Linked DNA regions of Mus musculus: all the other regions are linked to region 2. A link is a contact called in public Hi-C and HiChIP or PLAC-seq data. All regions are on one chromosome and are shown on one strand. Each heading gives the region's core, a stretch centred on a gene start, on an enhancer-like site or on the middle of the called end of the contact. The rest is flanking DNA. Distances are from core to core; before and after follow the strand shown.

What was found. HiChIP or PLAC-seq counts read pairs in DNA pulled down with a chosen protein or histone mark. A called contact is a pair of places that touch in the nucleus more often than the background predicts.
Region 1: a contact with region 2 is called in a RAD21 HiChIP or PLAC-seq map of pro-B cells, with 10 times the contacts expected there. The contact joins the enhancer-like site here to the promoter of Spef2 in region 2. A contact is called at or near these places in 6 of 39 promoter capture datasets (the C10 cell line, the HPC-7 cell line, embryonic stem cells and 2 more), 1 of 15 datasets of contacts at CTCF or cohesin (pro-B cells), 13 of 484 Hi-C or Micro-C datasets (CD4 T cells, CD8 T cells, DN3 thymocytes and 6 more), 7 of 115 datasets of contacts at active chromatin or transcription factors (the 230-238 cell line, CD8 T cells, DN3 thymocytes and 3 more) and 2 of 9 other capture datasets (adipose tissue and liver).
Region 3: a Hi-C map of CD8 T cells shows a contact between it and region 2, with 2.9 times the contacts expected there. The contact joins the enhancer-like site here to the promoter of Spef2 in region 2. A contact is called at or near these places in 4 of 39 promoter capture datasets (the C10 cell line, embryonic stem cells and pre-B cells), 11 of 484 Hi-C or Micro-C datasets (CD4 T cells, CD8 T cells, Th17 cells and 5 more), 7 of 115 datasets of contacts at active chromatin or transcription factors (the 230-238 cell line, CD8 T cells, DN3 thymocytes and 4 more) and 2 of 9 other capture datasets (adipose tissue and liver).

The regions. Positions count from the first base shown.
Region 1 is chr15:9,572,770-9,576,818 of GRCm38.p6, forward strand. No RefSeq gene overlaps it. Among named protein-coding and RNA genes, the nearest start is that of Il7r, 45 kb to the left of the region's middle. Within about 2 kb of position 2,217, at least 47 of the 459 cell types and tissues checked have an H3K27ac peak or open chromatin away from gene starts, as enhancers often do. A contact at or near this core is called in the 230-238 cell line, CD8 T cells, DN3 thymocytes and 7 more, where this site is marked.
Region 2 is chr15:9,746,530-9,750,309 of GRCm38.p6, forward strand. It overlaps Spef2 (sperm flagellar 2), which reads right to left and starts at 2,339. Exons shown (of 37, transcript NM_001305042.1): 1 at 2,183-2,339. The coding sequence starts at 2,240.
Region 3 is chr15:9,594,008-9,598,300 of GRCm38.p6, forward strand. It overlaps Spef2 (sperm flagellar 2), which reads right to left. Exons shown (of 37, transcript NM_001305042.1): 31 at 3,296-3,402; 32 at 2,506-2,688. Among named protein-coding and RNA genes, the nearest start is that of Il7r, 66 kb to the left of the region's middle. Within about 2 kb of position 2,879, at least 30 of the 459 cell types and tissues checked have an H3K27ac peak or open chromatin away from gene starts, as enhancers often do. A contact at or near this core is called in CD8 T cells, Th17 cells, Th2 cells and 4 more, where this site is marked.

The sequences.
Region 1 (4,049 bases), core at 967-3,466, 170 kb before region 2:
AAGTTTGTTTATGTGCTTATTCTCGTAGCCTGTCCTACTTTACCACGTCCAGGTTTCTTCAAGGCTCAACCTCGTCCCACGCAAGAGGCTCAATGTCTTTCTTCTACCCCTCTGTGTTTAGCATGTGCAGGCGATTAGGAAGCTGGCTATAAGAAGAGTTTTAGCTTTATCATTGATCTCGATGTACATCCTTAGACTTCCTGGGTTCAAATGCCTGGCAGTTGCAGACTAGTTAGTCATCATCCGGAGAAGACAGAAACCAATTATGTTATTTATACATGTTGTATATGTGTGCATTAAGTATAATATTCCTGCATATATGCAACCAGCCAAGAGGAAAATAGGAGATGGAGTGTACTAGTTAATCTGCTCAGTTCTGCCTCTGCCAGAGTGCTGCACTGCACTGATGAAAGAGACAATCTTGAATTCAGACTCCCAGAGAATGACATGTAAGGGGGCACAGGGCACTAGAGGGGTTAACAGTGATGGGGTATTGAGATTCTCAATGTGGAGACCAGTGGTTTGTAACTTACTTAAAATGATGTCCTCTGGAAAGTCTGACCATAGGAAAGTGACAAACCATAAGTCATGTAAAAGTCTCGTACACTATATTTATTTATTTTATGCAACGTTGGACCACATAGCATTATAAGACATTTGAATTAATCATTAACATTTAAAACCCAAGGGACTTTGCAAAATGTTCTGAATTTATTTTCAGCTAACATTTGGTAGTTGCCAGTTAACGTGTGCTCTGCCCCTTGTCATGCCAATAGCTAACCTTGTGCTATGGCCCTTTGCCAAGCTCTGTGACCTCCCTAGCTAACCTTGAGCATGAAGCCAATTGCTATTTATCATAAGGCTTGCTCTCCATTTTCAATTAAAGAACTTAAGGAGAGAGTGAACTATATCTTGTACTCCTTAAAAAAAATGGAAACGTTAGAAAAAAAAAAGACTAGGAAATCACTTTTAAAATATTTTGGGGGGAGTTATAATTACAATATTTATCCCTTTTCTTTCTCTCTCCAAACTCTCTTATATATTCCTTCTGCTCTCCTTCAAATCTATGGCCTCGTTTTTAATTGTTATTCCATGTACATATGACATATATGCATGTATATATATATATATCCTGTTAAATAATGTTACTTGTATGCATGTTTTCAGGGCTTCCCATTTGGCCATTGGTGTTCTCATCCTTGAGTAAGAACAACTCTCCTGCTCCCATCCTTCTTTAGTTGCCTATAGTTCTCTGTGAAGAGTTAAGCTTTTACCTATCCATTCTGTCATGTCCTTGTTCAGCTCACCTTTAGGAGGTCATATTGGTAAGACTTTATGGGTATAAGAAATCAATTTCTGCATTTCTGGTCTGTTGCATATTTTGAAGAAGACTACCCAGAAATCTGTATTTTCAGCCCATGCTCCAAATAGCCTCATAATCATGTAATAGGAGAAATCAGAGAAATTTTGCATACTGAATGTGCCTTCATTTGACCACTACATCAAACTTAGATGTATAAAAGAAACCTTTATTATTATGGCTCCTATGTTGCAGTGGCTTTGCTTGAGTAGTAGAGTCTCAGAACTCAGCTCTTTAGAGGTTTAATGTCTAAAATGTTTCTCAGACAAAGGAATTAAACTCTATGCGAGTTTCTTCCTGGTTAAAAATCCCAGATTCTTGCTAAATATTCATGCCTTGCCTCCTTTTGTTATATCCTGAGCATAGTAAAATACACCTTATATAAATGTTTAAAGGCCAACAGTGAGTGTATCTTTATCAAAAATATATTAAAAAAAAAACATTACGTGATAGCTACTTCTACTTCTTTAAGAAAATGTCATCTATTACAACTATGCTCATCAGCTTGAAGGAAGTTGCCTGCTTAAAATATGACAGTGGTCTAGTCTTACATGCCATTTTAAAGGAAGTTTCTAGTCTGTGGTCCTGGCAGAATGAATCAAACTCTTAAATGCAGAAATTCAGAAGAAACATGTAAGGGGTTCTTGTAGCATCTGGAAGCTAAGTGGTGCCTTCCAACGCACGGAGGTAGCATGCCAGCAAAGACTTTAATTTGCAGGGACTTTGGTACGAAATGGGCTCAGACAGTGAAAGTGGAGGGGAAGAAGACTAAGCTCTCCGCCTCCAGAGTACATGGTGAAGCCTGTCGTATACTAGAAGGATGTTGTGGTTTCTGCCTGGTTTGTGGGGGCATAGCAAGGTGAGGATGTTTAAGAAATGGTGAACAGAGTAGCTGTCTCCCTGTGGTTAGCCTGAAGTTAGCAAAAGATACAGCAAGTGTTTGAGCTGAAATGCTCAAGGCACACCTTTGAGCCCCCTGGTCCCCTTTGGGGCTTTGAACTGCAGCCACAAGTCTGGGCCAGCATCTCTTTCCAGATTTGTTTTGAAGCAAGCTTGAAAACAACATTTTCTTTGTACTTATACTTCGAATCTTAGGGTAATCTGCTTGTGACTTTGCTTACGTCTGGCTCAACAGGATGCCCAGAGATGCCTCTGTGTATCAAGGCTTTGTTGTGGAACTGACATGAAAACTTTTGGGAGTAGATGGAGTTGCACCTGTAGGTGACATGATGTGTTTTATTAGGCCAAATCTAGTGAAATGTGAAAAGAGGTGGAATGAATTGCAAAGGGTATCAGGAAAGAGTCATGGCAGCTTTGTTTAGAAAGGAGACAAGCAGGAGAAAGTAAGGTTGGTGGTGGCTTCATAACTGGCCTGATTAGGGTAACACCAGGGTCAAGGTCCTAAAAAGAGATGACTGGAATAAACTATGGATCTCACTAGCTTTCATAAATCCTTGCTTTCTAGTAATGTATACTCTAATGTGGTTCTATGTATAGATTTAGTATAAACAAGTGTGAGGTTAGGAGGAAATCTCCTCCCTACCAAGTTAGTTTACATTTCTAGAATTGTGTTGATGGGAGATGTCTTTTGTTCATGATGGGAGCTTGAGTGCCATTGAGACAGGGGTGGCCATTGTGAGGGTTATCTATCTATAGCAATAGTGACTGAGATTTGGGTGTGAGGGAAGAGGCCGAGTTAGCTTTGAAAGTTTGAATAAGGGAGACTAGGAGAATCTGCGACATTTCCATAACTACAGGACTGGTTAGGAGAACTTTAGAGATGGATGGGGCCATAGTCATCCAAGCAAGTACTTAGCACCTACACCCACTTTACTTCACTGTAATCTTCAAATAGAAAACATCAGGATTGGGTAGAGAAACAGCTTCATGGTGTTATTTTAGTTCTCTAGAAAGGATTTTTCAAGCACTGCTCAGAGAGTACTAGAGGAAGAACTGATACATCCTTGGTGAAGACTGCATCAAAATGGCCCATTAGGTAGAGAGTAGCTAAGAAGAGAGTTGATGGTTCACAACACAATGGCTCACTAGAGATGGGATGTTAGAAGAGTTAAGGCTGCGAAGTACTAGATGACTGTCCTCACACACATCCCTGATAGCTGCTACCCTGCCCAATCAGAGCACATATGTTCGTCTTGCAAGAGGGGCCGTTATCACTCACCACATCACCAAGAGTGGCTTATCCTTAGGGAACACAGAAAAGCTACTTCATCTGAACAGCTTGTGTGGTTTATACTTTTATTTCTTGTCAGCACTTGGTAATCACAGCATAACCCAGATATCCTCTGTCTCATCAAATCTTATTGCTGTTTGATTATTGTTTACATTCTTTCTAAACCCAAACTTTCTCTTCTCAAAGCCAAGGACTTCTGGGTTTCCTTGCAGATATACTGTGATTCTTTTTTAATAGATAACATGTAAGTATAATGATATATAGGTATTATATAGTGTATATATTTAAGACCACATGATATAAAGCATGCAAATATGCAAAATGCATACATGCACATGACTTATATAGCTAATAAACTATAATTCTATGTAACATATTCTATTTATCTGTGTTTATAGCACATGATGTAAAACTGTGTGTCCATGAACTGTGTAGAAAGTTGCTGTTGAGATCTTGCCACAGCAGATCACAGAAAAATTAGCTTATCCCTTATTTTAA
Region 2 (3,780 bases), core at 1,089-3,588:
AATAATACTAGTTACAGAAAGCTACAATATTTTTACTCAAAAATACACAAAAAATTTACTGTATTCCATGGTATAAAAGAAGAAAGTTTGTGCAACTATTTCTATATTTTTAAGGCTGTTTGTATTCTTTCTGTTCCAGAATCAGCATAGCAAATATCCTTCTACGTTGATTCTTCCTAAGATGACTCAGATTTTCTCAGAAATGAGATTTTGCACTCACTATGTGCCCTTTAAGTACTATTTAATGTTTTACACATAGTAGCCATTTGACTTTGATACAATTCATGAAGTGTCATTAGAAATGCTGTTTTTAAGTACAGTGAGCTTTAGGCTACTGGTTACTAAGTGGTAAATAGGAAGTTTAAGGCCTGGCAGTATGCTCGCCAATCCCTTCTTCTTACACAGCTCTTATCAAGAAGGCACCAAATTATTTTCTTCAATTTACATTTTTTATATTATAAATTTTACAAATTATTGAAAATCTTCCATCATACCCACAGAACAGCTTATCTAATGAGATGATATCTACAAGAGTCAGTGTGTTCTATTAAGTACACAGGAATTCTATCTTGATCAAATATATTCCCTGTACTCTGGATAGCCCTTTACATGCACAATTTGACCACATCAGAGTCTGTGTACTTAGTCTTCTTGTAGCAATTGGGTTTCAGAAATGGTTGCCTTGCTAGTGTTTAAAATGAGATTATCATGGAGTGTCTCTGCTAACGAGTTCCAGATTTATCCTGCAGGAAAAGACAATCTGGGAATTTTCCATTCATAGCTTGTGGTGTTATAATTTTTATTTAAAATGTCTCCAAGCTTTTAATCTTCACAGAATGAAGTCATACTTTCTTCCCAAACCATATTTCTCAAACTTATTAGTATTAGAACAGCATGTAATGTTTTCATGTGTATGGTTAACTCTATTTGCTTGTCCCCAAAGTGTCTTACTCTGCAAGGGTCCTGTGGACTTGAGGAAATGGTGTGGATCTTATTATGAAATAAATGAACCAACTTAAGCTAAGAAATGTGTAACTGCTCCCTCAGAGTAGTGCAACCTTGGGTGTGATACTGCATTTTGGTGGACAGTACTGTGAGAGAGAAAGAGGAAATGATACATGATAAATACTGTCCTGAGTTTAGCATCCTATTTGAGCTGAGAAACTCTCAGAGAACCAAGGAGACAGGACAGGGAAAAAGAATCTATCATTGCTCAAAGCAGGGTGGAGAAGCCTTGGGATATAATAAGTCTAATGTTTATGCCTCACGTAATGCAACTTGGAATATTCCTCACTGAAGATCCTTAGATATCTCACACCTGCACAAATACTACTTACTGTCCTAGCAACTTCTATGGATGACCCAAGGGTGAACTGGCACCGCTGCTCCCATTGGTAGCAACTGGTAGAGAAGCAAGAGAACCTCTGGGAGGTCATGTTGAAATGATTCGTTTTGAAAGCATCTTGCCTGAAGGAAAATCCGTAGCAATTGAAAATGAGCTACCAATAAAGAAACAATAATTCCTCCCCCAGCGAGGAGAAGAGGAAGTGTCTGGTTGCCACTAAATCTGACTTGTTTGTAACTTCCTGGGCCATAAGAATTTAGAAACTTCATGTACAACTTTATGCCTCTGCTAAAATCAAGTAAGGTTAGCTTAGAAAAGGTACCTCAAATGGCCAAAGTTGATAAAGGATAAAGGAAGCTTAAAGTTCCTAAAACTGACAAATGTTAACAGATCTACAATTGTTGTTAAGCAGGGAGAGTGCAAGTGGATCTAATTTATACTGGAGGAAACACAGAAAAAAAGTTGTAACTGTTGAAAGCACTTCCTGCGTGGATTCGTCTTGCACATTTTGATGCGGATGTCATGAAAGCAAAGCAACAGTCAGACTACAGACAGGAACAACTTTTACTCCACACAGGAACAGACCAGTACCTAGAACTTAGCGTCCCTTAGTAATAGAGAGTAGATCAGAAAATCTGAGGGCTAAGACCACGTGATGAGGTCTAATGTCAGAGGCATGATGAAATAAGAAAGCCCCAGTGTGGCTAGGTAGCACTGAGGAGGGCAGGCCAGCACTGCCAGGCACTGCTAGACACTCTGGAGCTACTTTCTATCAGCACCCCCACCCCACCATCCCGTGCTTGCTTCAACTGCTTGCCCTTGGCTGAGTTCACTCACTCACGGTCCGGGACACCCTCAACTCCTGGTTGAGCCACTGGCACAGGATTTCCGACATAGCTCACTGGTGAATTTGACTGCTTGCAGGTGCTAGGAACTTTCCAGGAACTCAGTCAGCTGGACTGCGTCTTCCCGTCGCCCAGGGCAACCAGTTGCTAAGGAAGCTCTTTCAGGCTGGAGCTAGGTCGCCGGCTCAGAGAGGAGGAGGCCCCACTGCATAGCCGTAGTTATCAGAAATTGTTGTCTGCCCCCTACTGGCTTGTAAGACCTGAACCTGTGCTAGTGCAAAAAGAAGGCCTAAAGAGTGTGAGCAGCATTATGAACTAACCAGTACCCCTGAGCTCTTGACTCTAGCTGCATATGTATCAAAAGATGGCCTAGTCGGCCATCACTGGAAAGAGAGGCCCATTGGACACGCAGACTTTGTGTGCCCCCGTACAGGGGAACGCCAGGGCCAAAGGGGGGGAGTGGGTGGGTAGGGGAGTGGGGGTGGGTGGGTAAGGGGGACTTTTGGTATAGCATTGGAAATGTAAATGAGCTAAATACCTAATAAAAAATGGAAAAAAAAAATAAAATGTATTTTCCAAAAAAAAAAAAAAAAAAAAAAAAGAGTGTGAGCAGCAATTATAATAAGAGGTTTCTTAAAAAAAAAAAAAAGTCATTGCCAGATGAACTATAAACCTTGATTTCTCTTCTGTAAATAACCAAGGATAGACTATATAGAGTTATTTGAAATCATAAGCTGGTTTGAAAAGTGGTAATGTGCACTGAACTGTAATTTGTTCAATAAAAGCAATTCTCTAAATTATTCATTGTAATACTTTTATAATTTATTTTTTTTACTATCAATAAGGCCCAAGTTTCACAATGAGGTTTATGTGAGCCATCCTGTCTGGCTTTGATTTCACAAATTCTTTGCCCCGGAAATAATGACTTAATGTCTTTGAACCTCACCGTTCTTTCCTTTAGATGCAGACACAATGCTTGCTTTACAAGTTGAGGAAGTTAAATGAAAACTCACATACTCTGATGACTTGCTTCTGGTAGAAGACCAGCACATGCTTCAAAATTGCTTTTTTTCTTGTAAGGCAATGAGAGGGCTTGCATCTCATCCATGCTTCAAGTAGATCGGAGTTGCTTGTGTTACAGAAGGCAATTATTTCACATAGCTGGTTTGAATTTATTCATGAATGTCCATTTTCACATAGAGACTCATGCCAGTTTCTAAAGCTCAGTTGGCCTCTGAGCTTTCATTTCTTCACCTTCCCTCTTGACCACCCTCTAGTTTCCTCTTCTCTGCCTGTTTTAGAGTGACCTAGCTCAGTTGATATCTACTTTTGTAAATGCTTTCTGCCTTCAGGACCAAAATAACCACCAGGTTGAGTGTTCTCTTTAATTGTCCTGTGTGACATGCACAATTCCTAAAGTCCTACTATACCTCTTTACTTAAACACTAACATGAATTCCACTACTATGTATTTATCGATGGCTAGACTCCTCAATGAGCCAATAAAAAACCCTTAAAGGGAACTGTACATAATTGACTTGGGTAGAAAAATAAAAAGGCATTGAATGTAATAAGACAAAAATATGTATAT
Region 3 (4,293 bases), core at 1,629-4,128, 150 kb before region 2:
AGTGAAAAGGAGAGACTCCACAACTAACAGAAAAAAAAATACTGTATCTGACAGGAAAATATACTTGGTGATATTATTAGCAAGCTACTTGGTGGAGAAGTCCCAATGGCCTTGAAGACATAGCAAGCAAAATTATACAAAACAGCTCAAGAATCTCATCCATAAAATGTTATTCATGTGAAATGTTAAGTCCACAGCTATGTAGTAATGTGCTTAAGTTAGATGTAGCATTCACTCAACTGAGTATCACCTCACTGGATTCATAGATTATTTCTCTTTAAAACATGAAACTGTTCTTTGCATTCTTAAGCTAAATGCGACCAAAAACTTGTAGACTACTCATGTTTCCTTAGAGAAGTTGGACCATGCTTATTTTTGATCTTGAACATCTGAATGATTGCACTTATGGTGACCATGAGTTCTTACAGGTAAATGATGAGTTAGCTGATGCTTCAAAGGTATATAGTTCTACATGCCGAATGTCTCTACATTATACAATTCCATAGTCTGAGAATACCTCTACAGAGGACAGCTTGTGAGAGTGACATCAGGACCAGAAGGCGAAGACAAAGACTTTATGGTCATTACTTAGCCACAGAATAGATTGTGAACAACTTAGGAGTGGCAGTAATCAGCATACTTCTAGATGGCTGTTGTGAACTTGCAATTGGTAAAAGGGGAGGGACAGAACAACAGAAGACAGAGTAGACATCTCCTTCTTCCCAGAAATCTCTATTTCAGCACCAAAGTTATGTTGCATTACTGCTCTAATGTGACATGTTCAATAGATCATATAAAATCTTCTAGAAATGGTTTTTATTTTTCCCCATTTGCTTGTATGTATGTATGTATGTATGTATGTATGTATGTATGTATGTATGTATTTGTGAGCCATCAAGGGTTGGAAATCTGAAAAAGGCATGCAGTAGTGTCAGTGTCCTAGGGCATCTGGGAGTAGGAAGTAAAGGAAAATGATCAGCTATTCCCAGAACACAGACAGTGATCATGTAAGGACTTGTGTTCTCCTAAGTGCATTTGGTCTATCATTCTGCAAGAAAGTCCTGCTTTTGATAAATGGCTCTTGTTTGGGATTGGCATTTTTGGAAATGCTGCCAGCAACATTTGTTCTGTTGTTTGTAAAAGACGTTCAATGTGATACTTTGTGTCAATCAACAACTTTAAGGTTTGTTCAGTTGCCCACTTCTTAAACATCTTAAGCCACACAGAGCAGAACTCAGCATATATTCTGTTCTGCTGTTCTCAGGTTCAAATGAAGTCGTCATAGCAAATTGTAAGCAGTGCTAATATTCTTAACCCACTGTTTGACAAGTGCATACATCAGAGCTCAATTAGCCAAACTAGCATCCTGATCAGCCATAGAGAAACTCATTAGGATCCACGTGTTGCTTCATTTGTGTGTGAGCACAGGAAGCTCTAGGCTAACTAATCAAAAGGATGTCAGCTACTAATTATAAACAAGGCAAGACAGGAAGATCTGTCAGCTTTCAGTGATGAAACACTTGGGAGATAAATTGCTACAGGTCATCTCCCTGCTTCTAAGTCTGAGCCCTATTCTAAGTGATCCCCTCCTCTGTAGTTGTAGTGATGTGGAAGGGTGAACAAGGCACATTCAGTCAGTAGAGATGAGACAAGTAATCTAGGCACCCTTGTCAGTTAGAGAATTATAACACTAATCCTAACATTCAAATTCTGGACAAATGTATTAAATGCTCATATACCTGACCGGATGACTAGAATATCTATCTATCTATCTATCTATCTATCTATCTATCTATCTATCTATCTATCTATCTATCTATCTATCTATCTATAATCCTATTGACCAATTAATTTCTTTATTTGGAGTCTAGCTTCTGTATTCAAAATTCCCCAATCCTGTTGTACAACAGGCCTCCAGTGACACTCTGCCAACCAATTCCAATGAGCAGGTATTATGTTCTGGATTACCATCACTTTTCTTAGATGAGCTCCTTCATGCACGTTCCAATATTCAGAATTCCTGTGGATAGCAGTTAGACCCTTTCTGCCTTAAATATTCATGTACATTTTAAGCTCATTCAGTTAAAACAAGTCGCACCATCCACTAACCCAATTCCAAAGGAGCAAAACAGAAGCATCCAAGGCCACCAAGTTCTTCATTCCTGCCCTTCCCATTCCTTGGGAGTATAGGGTGCCTGGCAGTGGATCATTTAAAGCCCTGCATGTGGTTTTAATATATAGCCACAGGAATAATTACTAGCTGAGAACTCAGGAGAAAAATAATGAAGATTTTTGTGACTTTATTAGGGACCCTTAGTTCTGCAGGAAATTTTTTACTTTAATATTTTTTTCCTAATGCTTTGCCTGGGTATGGAAGCCAAACTTCTGTCCTGGACTTTGATTCTGTCTGTGCTGCCTATGTATGAGCTTCTTAGGAGCACGAGAGTGGCCAGAAATGTGATGTGTCAGCAGTGAGCTGGGTACTTGTTAAGAGAACTGGTCTACCTGCTTATACTGTTCGTAGGTGATGGTGCCTGTCTGTGCTTCATCCAGGGCCTTAAACCTCTGCAGGGTGTCCAGAAGCTCATCCTCCAGGGCCATGGGCCACGGCATGGCTGTGACCATCAAGAACTTCCTCCAGTCCACGAACTCTGTGTTGACTGTTAATAAAGATGTGATCTCCTGCAACTGGAAGAACATAGGGGCTCTCACTGGGAAGTTTGGCCAACTAACTTGAAGCTACTCCCACTTAGGCTTTCAGAGCTTGGTGCCAAGGGAAGAGGGATTTCACCTTGGCAGCCAGAGCCAGTTCTGACTTGGGTTTACTTTCGTTTTCTATTCTAACAACGGAGCCACACCAGGCAACTGTTTTGACATTTGTGATTTTTGTGTACCCTGCTCATCTAATTCACTAAGGTCAGTTAGCCTGGTGTCTTTTAACCAGTGGAAGGTTAAAGTCTGGGGAAGTAACATATTAACAGGGTAGTGCAATATAAACATTAAACTTCCTAGGGTCTTGACAATGAAAATATGATGAAAACCAAGCACTCTCAAAACTCAGCTTCTGTTCCTTGTTAAGGTATTTGTAAACCACTTGTAATTGGGTTGCATCTCCCAGTGTCTGAAATGGTTAAATGTTAGTCATCAATAGCATGGCTTACTTCCGACATCATTCACTCATTTAAATGTCATTGGTTTCTTGCTAATGCTGCAAACTGGTTGCCTTAGAACTATTGATTCATCAAGTAAGACCTGCATTAAGGCCTTTTAGATGCCAAACAGAACAGAAACTTACGTCCAGTTGGCTGAGGTGCATCCAGCTGCTAGGGAAGTTATTGGTTCCAAGGTTTAGGGTAATCAAATCAAGCAGAATGTCACTGAAGGCTTTATTTCCGATTATGCCTACAACACAGTGAAACAGTTATTTATTTATTTATTTATTACCATTTTTACTGGAATTACAGTTTATTCTGCTAAAACAGAAATAATGCCTAGTAACTCTCTTACTTACTTGGTCTTGTGTTTCTCTAGAGAGAAAGAAGCTACCTTAGAAACATAAAATAAAATAAAATAAAATAAAATAAAATAAAGTAAAATAAAATAAAATAAAAATTCTTGATGTTCTTTTTGTTATCTCTGTAAAATGTCCTCTTTCTTTGGTCCAGGAAAAAAAATAACAGTCATTTCTAATTGAGCAAATATTAAAATTGCATAATTCTTAGGTTAAAATTTTATGGCAGCATGATGGTGGTGGTGCACACCTTTAATCTCAGTACTCAGGAGGCAGAGTCAGGAGGATCTCTGAGTTTGAGGCTAGCCTGGTCCACAGGATGAGTTCCAGGACAGCCAGGACTTTTACACTGAGAAATCTTGTACTGAAAACAACAACAACAACAATAACAACAACAACAAAAACCTTTGATATTTGTTTCAAACAGGTTAAAAAATTTAAAAGCATCACTAAATTTTATTGTATCCAATTGGACACATGAGCAAAACATTTCATATTTCAATTCCAGACCTGCAAGATGACAGCCATAACATAGGTAGCACCTTCTCCCCAGATTGTCCTCCAGTTGGTGATGGCTTGCTTTTGTAACTGTAGGGAGACTTGGATGGCCAAGTCAATGACATTGACGGTGACAGTTAGCCATATAATGGCACTGTATTTCCCTCTGCCTTGCTATTGTACACTAATATATTTTAACATATCTAAGAGACACATCTACTTAGATTCTTATTCCAAACTGCATGCACATGCACTAGAAAGAGAGAAACAAAACAAAAAAATTA